Linked DNA regions of Macaca mulatta: region 2 is linked to region 1. A link is a contact called in public Hi-C data. All regions are on one chromosome and are shown on one strand. Each heading gives the region's core, a stretch centred on a gene start, on an enhancer-like site or on the middle of the called end of the contact. The rest is flanking DNA. Distances are from core to core; before and after follow the strand shown. Region 1 holds the start of EMG1 (EMG1 N1-specific pseudouridine methyltransferase). Region 2 holds the start of LPCAT3 (lysophosphatidylcholine acyltransferase 3).

Region 1 (6,451 bases), core at 2,734-5,233:
CGTGATCTCAGTTCACTGCAACCTCTGCCTCCTGGGTTCAAGTGATTCTCCTGCCTCAGCCTCCTGAGTAGCTGGGAATATAGCTAAACGCCATCACAGCAGGCTAGTTTTCTTTTGTATTTTTAGTAGAGGTGGGGTTTCACCATGTTGGCCAGGTGGGTCTTGAACTCCTGACCTCAGGTGATCCACTGCGCCGGCCATAAAACCACTCTGAGTAGAAACCCAAACAAGCAAGGTTCGAATTCCCTCACCTCAATGTGCCTTAACTGAAAGCACTTTCTCAAGGCAGCCCCATCAGAGACGCTGGGCTGACACACTCACCGTCTTGGAGATATTCTGGGCTGCTCGGATCTTGCGAAGTTTGATGTAGCCAGGGTTCTTGCTCAGTGCTTCTCCCAGGTGAGGAGGGTTAAGGTTCACACAAGGGCAGGTCTCAATCCCTAGCCCCGTCCTTACCACACTCCCTTGCTACAGTCCTCCTCTGGGCTGTCAGATCCAAGGTTGCGCTCAGGTGGCTTGTGCCCGCTCTACCTTGGACCCCACCTGTGGGCCTCCCTGCAGGCTGCTGCCAGGAACTAGGGGCAGCAGCAGAAATGAAGGCAAGGCCAGCAGTGCTATTGATCTGGCCTTACAGTGGGGAGTCAGGGCTCAGGTACCCCCGCTAAGATTTCAGATCTCATCTGTAGCCCCCACCCGCAACAAGGAGCCAAGGGCCAGAGAGCACGGAGTCGCATTCGCCTTAGTCTCATCAGCCTGCCCGTGAAGGAGGATGGGGAACTCAGGTGCCCTAGGGACTGGGCCGAGACCTCTCACGCAGAAGGATATCATCTTGGCAGCCTCGGCCTCACCCTCGGCCTGCACAATCTTCTGCCGCTGTTCCTGCTTCGCTTTTTCTACCAAGAATTGGGCCCGCTGGGCCTCCTGCTGGGCTGTAGCGGGAGAGAGTCAGGGAGACCGTGTGCTGGGTCAGGAGCCCCGTCCACCGAGTCTTTCCTCCTCCTGCATCTCGGAAGCCCTCACCCCACTGCTCGTGCGACTCACCCACTTGTTTGGCTTCTACAGCAGCTGTGTACTCTCGGCTAAAGCTCAGCTCTGTGATGGCCACGTCATCCAGGATGAGGCTGAAGTCCTTGGCCCTCTCTGTCAGCTCCCGGCGGATCAACAGGGATACCTGAGGGCAGGGGTGGGGAAGGGTGGTTTGAGGGGACTGGGTTGCGACCCCGAATCCTTCACTCTCTCAATACAATATGCGCTGCCTTAGCTTCCTGTCAGGCAAACCTATAACATAAGCCTCTCTGCTGAAAGAGGTGCAGGAAAAGCCAAGACTTGGCCATTTTCCTCTGTGCTTCCTAATACCAAGTGCTACCGAGTTCTAATGCTGGCTCTCCTTATCTCACAGTGGCAATTAGCACAGCTTTTAGGTGGAAATGGCACTAGGGTGACAATCCTCTTCTATTAAGCTGCCTTTCCTAATTCCCAGTACTCTGGGCCTAGAAGGGAAAGGCTGACACCATGCAGATGGTGGTGGGAGTCAGACCTGGGCCCGCTGGGTGATCAGCTGTGAGGCATTGAACTTGGCCACCACACTCTTGAGCACCTCGTTGACAATGGACGGCAACACTCGTTCCTCGTAGTCCAGCCCTAGGCGCTGGTACATGCTAGGAAGCTCCTGAGCATTGGGTCGAGACAGCACTCGCAGGGAGATGTTCACCATCTGTAGGTCTGAGATTGAGGTCAGCAGTGGCTGGTCAAGGCCAAACACCCTTTCCCAAGCATTTTCTCCTTCATGTTCCTCCCTATATGCCCTGTGCAATGATGTACAGCCTGGCACTGCCCTGGGGGGAGGAGAGTTAATCAGGCTGACAAGGAACACATGAGGCAGCACAGGTGAAATGCACCCTCACCCACTGTGAAGCCTGGAACTGCAACCCCGTCACCAGCAGGGCTGACTGCTCTTTCCCCCTCTGTACTCCATGCAACCTCTAATGTGGGTGCTTTCACGCTGTACCGTAATCACGTCTCCTGTAAGGACTTGGGGGACAAAAATGTTCTTAATGAATCTTGTATTCCAGGGCCCAGCAGTTTAATACATGAATAAGCCACCTGCACTAGGTATAGTACAAAGAAGTACATTACAGGTTACAGGTGACCTACCTCACCCAGGGTGTATGCGTGTGTGTGTGTGTGTGTCGGGGGGGGGGTGGGTGGGGAGGAGGAAGAGGTCTGGGGAACTCAAAGGCATGGCTTTTATGTGTGGTCTAGAAGGAGAGAATAGGTGAACTAGTCAAGGGTAGGGACAAACTTCTCCAGAACAGAGTATACTAGTGGATGTAACTGTAGATATAGTAAGTCAAGCAATTAGAAAAAAAGGCTTTAAAACAAAGCTTTGATCTAGGCAGTGAATAAGACAAGGACAAACAATACTCTTATTGAATATGTCAGGGATGAGACAGTAGAAAGCACGCAAACACAGGGTGTTCAGAATGTGCTGCTTTGACCCCGGGAGGCAGGTATTTTTGTTACAGTTCTTGCAGACATGGAAACTAAGGCCTAAAGGCCTGACACTACCATCTTCACCTGGGGTTTCTTGCCAGCTCCCTTGATCTTCCCACCTGCCATGTGATTACCAAGTGCTCAGACCTACCTTTGGAGCCTGTAGGGGAGGAGATTTTTCGAGGTCTGGCCCGAATGTCATAGATAATGGGGTACTGGAACCAGGGGATCCTGGAGGGGACAGGGATAGGTATTAAGAGGCCGCAGTTTCGGCCAGGAGCGGTGGCTCACGCTTGGAATCCCAGCACTTTGGGCGGCCGAATCATTTGAGGTCAGAAGTTCGAGACCAGCTTGACCTATATAGTGAAACCCCGTCTCTACTAAAATACAAAAATTAGTCGGGCGTGGTGGCGGGCGCCTGTAATCCCAGCTAATCGTGAGGCTGAGGCAGGAGAATCGCTTGAACCCAGGAGGCGGAGGATGCAGTGAGCCGAGATCGCGCCACTGCACTCCAGCCTGGGCGACACAGCAAAACTCCCGCGCCCCCCTCCCCCAAAAAAGCCGCAGTTTCACTAGCTTTGCCCGGTTTCCCCTCACCAGGCGTTTTTTGGCCTGCTCCTCCCCATGACCACCGACAAGGAGAGATTCTCTTGTCCCTTTCGAAAACAACAGTTCATATGCTGCTGGAGGTTCGCGCAGCACCCACTATCCTAGGAGCAGGGATGAGGAGGGAGGGAAAAGAGCAGCGTTGAATCCTGTTGCACGTCCCACTACAGCCATTGCTGGGTCGGCGTCAAGGGTGAAAGGTCAGGGTCAGTAAGCTCTGCCCGCCATTACCTGAAGTGAAGGCCCTCGGCCAGGATAGTGTCCTGCTGCACTCCACCGATCCGATTGAAGAAGATGGCTCTGTGCCCGCCTTCCACTGTGGGGAGAGGGGTGGTGATCAGGCCAGGCCGCTGCTCAGAGTAAATGCTAGCTAGGCTCGTGGTGGGGCGCGGGGACCGGTGAGATAGGGCAAGGGGTTTGGGGGAGGGACTGGAAGCGTCCGGCGAGCAGGCGAAGGTTGCTCACCAGTGAACACGGATTCGCGGACACCGTACGCCACGGCGCCGGCCCCCAGCAACAGCTTCAGCGCCGTGCCCATGCCCCGGGGCCCGGCGGGCAGCCGTCCCGCCAAGTCCTTCAAGTTCTGGGCCATGTCTGATCTTGAGGCCGGCGGCACCGGAGGTCAGAAGGGGGTGCCGGCCCGCCTCTACCCCGCTGCAGCTTAGGTACTGCACCCTTCACACGAGGGTTCGGGCCCGTAATGCTGGCGAAAGAAAGGGCACCGGAAGTGCGCTCCCTTGGAAACCCTCCCCCTTAGCCCACTACCCACCCGAACTTCGCGCACAGGAAGAGCGCATACGGAAGTCCCGCCCCTTTCTGGAGGGCTGCCCTCCCAGGGAGGGCAGCGCAAGACGGCAAGTCATCGCCATTTACAAGCCCACTTTCAAAATGGCAGCCGGAAGGAAATTTGTGATTAGAAGCCTCACTGTTCTCATTTAAGAGCGTTAGCGCAACTTCCGGTCTGGTTGCAAGATGGCCGCGCCCAGTGGTGGATTCAAGCCTCGTGAACGAAGCGGTGGGGAGCAGGCACAGGACTGGGATGCTGTGCCACCCAAGCGGCCCCGACTAGGGGCAGGAAACAAGATCGGAGGCCGTAGGCTTATTGTGGTGCTGGAAGGGGCCAGTCTGGAGACAGTCAAGGTAGTTTGGGACAGGAAGTGGATAAGTAGTAAATCAATAGACTGGGATCCGTGGAATGAGGGTGAGGGGCTCAGAGTGGATGGAGAAGGCAGAGAGGGGTGAAAGATGCTTTTGAAGGAAGATGGGTTGGTTGGCTGTGCGTTGATCTGACATCCTGGGATGGTAGTGCTCATTTTTCTTTTTCTTTTTTTTTTTTTTGAGATGGCGTTTCGCTCTGGCGCCCAGGCTGGAGTGCAGTGGCGCGATCTCGACTCACTGCAACCTCTGCCTCCCGGGTTCAAACAATTCTCCTGAATCAGCCTCTGGAGTCGTTGGGACTACAGGCACGCGCCACCATGCCCGGCTAATTTTTTGGGTTTTTTTTAGTAGAGATGGGGTTTCACTATGTTGGCCAGGCTGGTCTCGAACTCCTGACCTCAAGTGATCCGCCCGCCTCGGCCTCCCAAAGTGCTGGGATTACAGGCGTGAGGCACCGTGCCCGGCCGGTAGTACTCATTTTCTTTTGCTCTTCTTGAATGCCATTCCAGCCCTCACCTCTTTGCTTCCAACTGGTTTACCAGGATTCTGTGATACAGTAGTCTAAGGAGAGGAAAGTTTCGTTTGTTGCATCATTCCACATCCCAAGACAAGTTACTGGGCGGATGAGAAAGGTAGTTATGTAGCCTAGTCTGCCCTCCCTTTTTGTAAGGGCTTCATGTTTCAATTCATTAGTGTCCATAGTCACCTCTCTCTAATATCCACCTGGAAACACTGTCCAGACCAGGTTATTGTTTAACACTTTTACGTCTGCATTTTTATCTATCATTCATGTCTTTCTCCACACGTAATAAACAGAACCAGCAATTCTCTATCTTAAAGCCTTGGGCAATGTTCTTCCTCCTTTCTCTTACCCTTTAGAAATAATTCAATGAGTAGGCCCAGGAGAAATTGCATGGGTTTAGAAGTCAGACCAGGATTTTAGTCTTCGTTCTAAATACACTTTGTGTGTGCATGTGTGTGTGTGTGTGCGCGAAACAGAGCCTCAGTCTCTCCCAGGCTGGAGTGTAGTGGCATGATCTTGGCTTACTGCAGCCTCCGCCTCCCGGGTTCAATCGATTCTCCTGCCTCAGCCTCCAGAGTAGCTGGGATTACTGGCCTGCACCTGTAATCTATTAAAGGAATAGAAAACATGGTTATATCCTACTAATGGGTTGAAACTATTATTCATTCAAGAAGGTTTTTTCTTCTATAACTAAGGATGTCTCATGGACTTAGTTCTTCGTCATTTGTTCTTTCTTTGTGCTTACTCTGTGACATTGCTACTTCAACTATTCAATTTCAAAATCTGTATCCCTTTTTTCGCAGACTTTTTGGAGCCATGTATCTCAAGAATGTTGCTAGACATATACAAACATTCTAGTGATACATAAAAACTTAGCCTTCCAGCCGGGCGCGGTGGCTCAAGCCTGTAATCCCAGCACTTTGGGAGGCTGAGACGGGCGGATCACGAGGTCAGGAGATCGAGACCATCCTGGCTAACACGGTGAAACCCCGTCTCTACTAAAAAACACAAAAAAACTAGCCAGGCGAGGTGGCGGGGGCCTGTGGTCCCAGCTACTCCGGAGGCTGAGGCCGGAGAATGGCGTAAACCCGGGAGGCGGAGCATGCAGTGAGCTGAGATCCGGCCACTGCACTCCAGCCTGGGCGACAGAGCCAGACTCAGTCTCAAAAAAAACAAAACAAAACAAAACAAAAAACTTAGCCTTCCAAAACCTGTATTTGTATATAACAGTTTGTTTTTAGGCTTTTTACTGACCACCCTAATGCTCCTTGGGACTCCAAATTGCAACTTGGAATTATTTCTTTTAGCTGCTACAGATGTAGTCCACTTCTTTATCATCAAACTTCTGATGTCTTTTTCAGTGTACACAGAGTTGTTAGGATAGTGTCTGTCAGTCATTCCCATCCTGCCCTTCTTACTCCAGATTTTTGGCTTTGTGCTCGATACATTAGGATTTTGTGGTTTACAAAGCAGCTTCATATATAATCACTGCCCTTCAGTGTCCCAGCTCCCAATTTTCCTCAAAATTTCCTTTCTTCGTTTCCACTTTTTTGTTTCTTTTTTGAGACAGGGTCTCGCTCTGTTGCCCAGGCAACAGAGTGCAGTGGTGTGATGGCTCACTGCAGCCTCTACCTCCCTGGCTCAAGCAGTCCTCCCACCTCATCCTCCTGA
Region 2 (6,451 bases), core at 1,569-4,068, 48 kb after region 1:
TTGTGTTACATTCTCAATTTATTGTTGAGAACCAACAGTTTCCTAACTAATTACTAATAGTAAGACTATTTTTTTTTTTTTGAGACAGGGTCTTGCTCTATCCTTCAGGCTGGAGTGCAGTGGTGCCATGGCTCACTGTAGCCTCAAACTCCCAGGCCCAAGTGATCCTCCCACCTCAACCTCGGGAGTAGCTGGGACCACAGGCATGGCATGAGCCACCATGCCTACCTCATTTTTTTTTTTTTTTGAGACGTAGTCTGGCTCTGTTGCCCCGGCTGGAGTGCAGTGGCACGATCTCAGCTCACTGCAAGCTCCTCCTCCCGGGTTCACGCCATTCTCCTGCCTCAGCCTCCCCAGCAGCTGGGACTACAGGTGCCTGCCACCACGCCCGGCTAATTTTTTGTATTTTTAGTAGAGACGGGGTTTCACCGTGTTAGCCAGGATGGTCTCAATCTCCTGACCTCCTGATCTGTCCGCCTCAGCCTCCCAAAGTGCTGGGATTACAGGCGTGAGCCATTGCACCCCGCTGCCTACCTCATTTTTTTATTAATTTTTTTTTTTTTTGGAGACAGAGTCTCGCTGTGTCACCCAGGCTGCGGTGCAGTGGTGCTAACTTGGCTCACTGCAACCTCCACCTCCTGAGTTCAAGTGATTCTCCTGCCTCAGCCTCCCAAGTAACTGGGATTACAGGTGCCCACCATCACGCCCAGCTAATTTTTGTATTTTTAGTAGAGACAGGGTTTCACCATGTTGGCCGGGCTGGTCTCGAACTCCTGACCTCAAGCGATCTGCCCGCCTTGGCCTCCCAAAATGCCGGGATTATAGGCATGAGCCCCTGCACCTGCACCTGGCCTAATTTTTTTTTATTTTTTTGCAGAGACAAATAAAATGTTGCCCAGGCTGGCCTCAAGTGACTCTCCCACCTCGGCCTCCCAAAGTGTTGAGATTATAAGCATAAGCCACTGCGTCCTGTCAAATGTAAACACTAGTCGCCAATTACAACGTCAACAAATAACTGGGTCAGAAACAAGGATGAAAGAGTAGGAAGTTCAAAGCTGATGTAGTGCAAATAACCCTAGACTGGGGTGCTGATAAATCTGGGTGATGTCTAGGTGACACTGAGCAGATTGCAAAACCCCAGTTCCATTCCATCTTTAAAATCTTACAATTCTACAGAGGAAGAAAAAGGTGATCTATATTTGGAAGAAAGGAAGATCTTGGTTTGATATGTAATAGGCAAATAACAATGCTATTAGGCTAGGTTGTTTAAATATGAATTAATGCCTATCCCATTATCTAGATTGGGTTAACACCCTCTGGTGATATTATATGTCAGTGCTTCTACTGGATAAACGCCAAACTTCTCTCTGGCATTTAAGGCTTTTCCTGCCCAACTTTATCTCAAACTTCTCATGGTTCAGACCTCTAACCCTCTGCTCTAGCCCCAGTCCTGTTTCCTAATCACCACTTACAGCTTTTGCTTAATCCTTCCCACCCACCCTCTCCTAAAGTTCCATAACCTTCATAGAACGTTCCAACTGCTTAAATTTTATGTATATATATATGTACAGGTACTTCCCAATCTTGGCCTTTCTACAGGACTTTATAGCAATCCTATGTGGTAAGCACTGTTGTCCTCATTTCATAGATAAGGAAATTAGGCCCCAGAAGGTTTTGTGGCCTGCCTAGGGTCCTTCAGTTTCTGAGCAGCAACAAGGCTGGGTGTGATTTGTTTGCCTTCAAAGCCCATACTTTTTTCCATTGTACTATGCTGCCTCCATGTATTAAACCATGGAGTGAGGATGCGGTAAAAAAGCCTATAAACCAGTTGTAATGCAGCTTGTTGTGGCATAAATTCAGATACACCACATCCTTTGAACCACACGTGTAATAAACGCTTGGAATAGTATGGATCGATTTTAAGGAGGTTGTTAGTCCTGTTTCCCAAGTCCAGCATTAAAATGATATTCCAGGGTAAATGACAGGTAGGTGGCTTGGAAAATAAAAAAAAGCAACATGGCATAAGAAGAAAATAGTAGGAACGGGACAGAAAAGAGACGAAAGTATAATACAAGCTGGCAATAAACAAAACAGACACTAAGAATATGAAATATGGAATATGGGGCTGAAAAGGACGAAAGGGCTAAAATTCCTAAGTTAGGGGCCCTATGCCTACCGATAAGATGCGCGCGTGTGCGGGGTGGTTATTAATGACAGAGCAGGACACATGGCCAGACAGTGGAACTCAACAGAGCGACAAATAAAGACAGGTCGTGGGAGCACGGGTAGAGCCTGGCACAAGAGGGCGGGGGCCCGACTGAGGGGCCAGAGGGCATGGCAGGGGTTGAAGAGAAAGGTGAAGAGGTTCAGAGGGCACAGCTCCCCAGACTCGAGACAGGACTTCTGTCTTCCCTCAATAGCTGTTGGTGTGCTTCAGGATTCACACCCGCACCCGGCACAGCCCTCCCGGGTGGCTCCGGGAAGAGAGGGCGGTCCTGTCCCCATTCCTCCCCTACTCCCCGGGGACTCCGCGAGGGGCGGAGGGAGGCAGGAGGGTCCTTACCCAGGAAGATGGAGATGATCAGCCGCAGCGCCTGTTCTGACGCGCCCAGGGACGTCGCCAACTTGTTAAGGCTCAGCTCCTGGAAACCCGACTGCAGAACCCCCGCCAGCGCCACCACAGTCCCCTCGTCCCCCTCCGCTGAGGACGCCATCTTAACTCCGGGCGCCCCACAGGGACCCCCCAGCTCCGCGCGCCCCGAATGCAGGCAAAACGCTATCGCTTCACCCCCAATTCCGGCTCGGGGCCCGCCCACGGCGTGCGCATTGGCTAGAGGCCCGCCCCGCGGCGCCAGCTCACCCCGTTATTGGCCGACCCGCGCAGAGGGCGGGGCCTAGAGCGGCAAGGTAGGAAGAGGGCGGGTCTGAAGGTTTGTAAGGCAAAGGTGACTCCTGCCGAGAATGCACACGGTGGAGGCCTAGGGCTGGGCGGGGCTTGGCGTCGGGACCCAGAGCTGCCATTGGAAAGGTCTGAGCCCGTGGCCCGGCGACCGTTCAACTCCGTTCGAAGTGCTCCCGGGAGGAGTCCTCCCGGGCGAGCAACCGGCCGGCCCGTTCGCTGCCTTCCCATTGGCTGAGGCGGGAGCAGGCGAGAGTCTGGGCGCGGGGGGACAGCCCGCGCGCGAGGTTACTCCCGGTCGCCGGCGCTGAGGTTACTGGGGCATGTAACGGGGAGGCGGGAACGCCCGCGCCGCCTCGCGCGCGCCCCCTAACGGCCCCTCCCGGCCCATTCTTAAATTCTTAGGCTGTTAAAGTCGCCTTCACTCCCCGAGGTTCAGTGGAAAGCCCAGTGCCCCAGGAGCAGTCATTGCTCCTTTTATTTCATGTATCCCTTTTCCATGCAATTTCGTGTAGTAAAACGTGATCTTCCCCCGAGAGGCGATGAAATTAAGAAATGCATATTTAACACTTATTATTTTAATTAAAAATTCAAATAGTTTTGCACTAATACATGTTTATGATAAAAGTTCTAACAGTATAGTAATGTAAAACAGCAGAGTCCTATCTCCAGGTCCTGCTTTCCATTCTCACTTCCTACAGGTAATCCTGTTAAGATTACGCCCCAGGGCGGGCGCAGTGGCTCAAGCCTGTAATCCCAGCACTTTGGGAGGCGGAGGCGGGCGGATCACGAGGTTAGGAGATCGAGACCATCCTGGTTAACACGGTGAAACCCTGTCTCTACTAAAAATGCAAAACATTAGCCGGGCGTGGTGGCGGGCGCCTGTAGTCCCAGCTACGCGGGAGGCTGAGGCAGGAGAATGGCGTGAACCCGGGAGGCAGAGCTTGTAGTGAGCCGAGATCGCGCCAGTGCACTCCAGCCTGGGCGACAGAGCAAGACTCTGTCTCAAAAAAAAAAAAAAAAAGAAAAAGAAAAAATTTCTGTCCAGCACTTACCATGTGCCAGGGACTGTGCTGGGCTTGGGAATAGAATCAGGAGCCCAGAACCACGGTGGGAGGGTGCACAAATAATAGCATCAATGAACGTGTTATTGCAAGTGAGGGTAAGTGCTCTGAAGGAAAAGGTCAAGCAAGGTTCTGTGAGAGTATGTAACAAAGGAATACTACGAGTTTCTTGCAATAACTCTTAGTTACAATAATTTGTGGCGCATTCTTGTAAAATTACAGCTTATACTTTTACAGCATTTGCACTTTATAAAGCACTTTTATCCGTATTATTTCACTTGCTTGGACTGTGCAATAGAATATTTATTATGATGATGTCCTCTTACAGAGGCTTGGAAAAATTAAGAACCCGGGTAAGTTCCTTTACAAGTAAGCGGCAGACAGAATTTAAACAAAGGTCTGTCAAATTCTCTACTCCTACTCCCGTTTTGGGCAAAATTTTAAAAAACGAAATATTTCATTCACACAGAAAAGTAGAGGATAATATAACTTCCCCAGGTTAAGAAAAAAAATCACCTATACATTTGAAAAGCTGGTATATCCCTTCCTGAGGGCATTTCCCTCTTTCTTTTCTCAGAGGTCACCACTTTGCTGACTTTGGTATTTATCAATCCCATGCCTATTTTAATACTTTACATACAGCATATATCCAGAAAGGAAAATTAGTATAGTTTTGCATGCCTTATATTGGCCGGGCACAGTGGTTCATGCCTGTAATCCTAGCACTTAGGGAGGTTGAGGCAGGAAGATTGCTTGAGCCCAGGAGTTGGCGACCAGCCTGGGCAACACAGACAGACCCTGTCTCTACAAAAAAAAAATTTTAGACGGGCATGGTGGCACGTGCCTGTAGTCCCAGCTACTCAGGAAGCTAAGGTGGGAGGATCACTTTGAGCCTGGGAGGTTGAGGCTGTAGTGAGTCGTGATCATGACACTACACTCCAACCTGCGAGACAGAGTGAGACTCTGTCTTGCAAAGAAACCAAAAATTATATATATAGGCCAGGCGCAGTGGCTCACGCCTGTAATCCCAGCACTTTGGGAGACCGAGGTGGGTGGATCACCTGAGGTCAGGAGTTAGAGGCCAGCTTGGCCAACATGGTGAAACCCTGTCTCTACTAAAAATACAAAAAAATTAGCCAGGCGTGGTGTTGGGCGCCTGCAATCCCAGCTACTTGGGAGGCTGAGGCACGAGAATCACTTGAACCCGGGAGGTGGAGGTTGTAGTGAGCCGAAACCGTGCCATTGCACTCCAGCCTGGGCAACAAGAACAAAACTGTGTCTCAGAAAAAAAGCTGGGCACGGTGGCTCACCCCTGTAATCTCAGCATTTTGGGAGGCTGAGGCAGGCGGATCACCTGAGATCAGGAGTTCGAAACCAGCCCAGCCAACATGATGAAACCCCGACTCTACTAAAAATACAAAAATTAGCCAAACGCAGTGGTGGGTGCCTGTAATCCTAGCTACTTGGGTGGCTGAGGCAGGAGAACTGCTTAAACCTGGGAGGTGGAGGTTGCAGTGAGCTGAGACCGTGCCATTGTACTCCAGCCTGTGCGACAGAGCAAGACTCCGTCTCAAAAAAAAAGAAAAAAAAAAAAAGAAAGAAAATTATATATGTATTTATAACTTCAGTAAAGCCTAAACATATAGTGTTTATAGAGTCCAACTAAACTGCCTTTACAAAATTATGACAGTAAGAGAAATCTGATATAGTTGACTTCATCTTGCTTTTTTTGAGACAGTCTTGCTATGTCACCCAGGCTGGAGTGCAGGAGCATGGTCTTAGCTCACTGCAACCTCTGCCTCCCAGGTTCAAGCAATTCTTGTGCCTCAGCCTCCCAAGAAGCTGGGATTACAGGCATGCACCACCATGCCCAACTAATTTTTGTATTTTTAGTAGAGATGGGGTTTCGCCATGTTGGTCAGGCTAGTCTTGAACTCCTGGCCTCAAGTGATCTGCCTGCCTCAGCCTCCCCAACTGCTGCAATTAACACGTGTGAGCACTATGCCCAACCTCCCTCATGCTTTTAACCTCCAAGCTATCTTTGGTCATTCCTGGGCATAAACCAAACTGACTTTGGGAGAAATGTAGTTTATAGTTAACCTTAAAGCAGGGATAATAGCCCGTCCCCAAACTAAGCCACCTTTGTAAAACTAGTGAAAGGCCACCAGGTTAAGCTTATGGAAGGGGCCTGAATTCTGCTAAAACGTAGGCATAATTAAGTGATTCCCAACCATTGTTCAGGAGGTCACCAGATTTGTAACTTCCCCAATTATGCATCTAGATAACATCATGTTGTAGAATTTAAGGTTGACCTTTTAGGATGTCTTTTCAGATTTTGGCATTTCTGCAAACGCCAGCTGGACTCATGACTCAACCAGTCCTATGGACCCCATCCAGAGGTGGAATCAGGGCATGAGGATCATTTGCCATACCGCTCTGATTGCATCCCCAACAAACCAGCAGCACTTATACCGTAGGCCCCTGCCCA

What was found. A called contact is a pair of places that touch in the nucleus more often than the background predicts.
Region 2: a Hi-C map of CD4 T cells shows a contact between it and region 1, with 2.6 times the contacts expected there. The contact joins the promoter of LPCAT3 here to the promoter of EMG1 in region 1. A contact is called at or near these places in 5 of 14 Hi-C or Micro-C datasets (CD4 T cells, blood, fetal cortex germinal zone and 2 more).

What each region holds. Positions count from the first base shown.
Region 1 is chr11:7,940,989-7,947,439 of T2T-MMU8v2.0, forward strand. EMG1 (EMG1 N1-specific pseudouridine methyltransferase) reads left to right here and starts at 3,984. Exons shown (of 6, transcript NM_001266361.2): 1 at 3,984-4,239. The coding sequence starts at 4,072. PHB2 (prohibitin 2) reads right to left here and starts at 3,856. Exons shown (of 10, transcript NM_001266316.1): 1 at 3,565-3,856; 2 at 3,331-3,415; 3 at 2,645-2,724; 4 at 1,538-1,722; 5 at 1,042-1,171; 6 at 826-929; 7 at 322-399. The coding sequence starts at 3,691. It overlaps LOC114671230 (small nucleolar RNA U89), which reads right to left and starts at 756; the gene lies at 488-756.
Region 2 is chr11:7,990,361-7,996,811 of T2T-MMU8v2.0, forward strand. It overlaps LPCAT3 (lysophosphatidylcholine acyltransferase 3), which reads right to left and starts at 2,819. Exons shown (of 13, transcript NM_001261586.1): 1 at 2,564-2,819. The coding sequence starts at 2,714.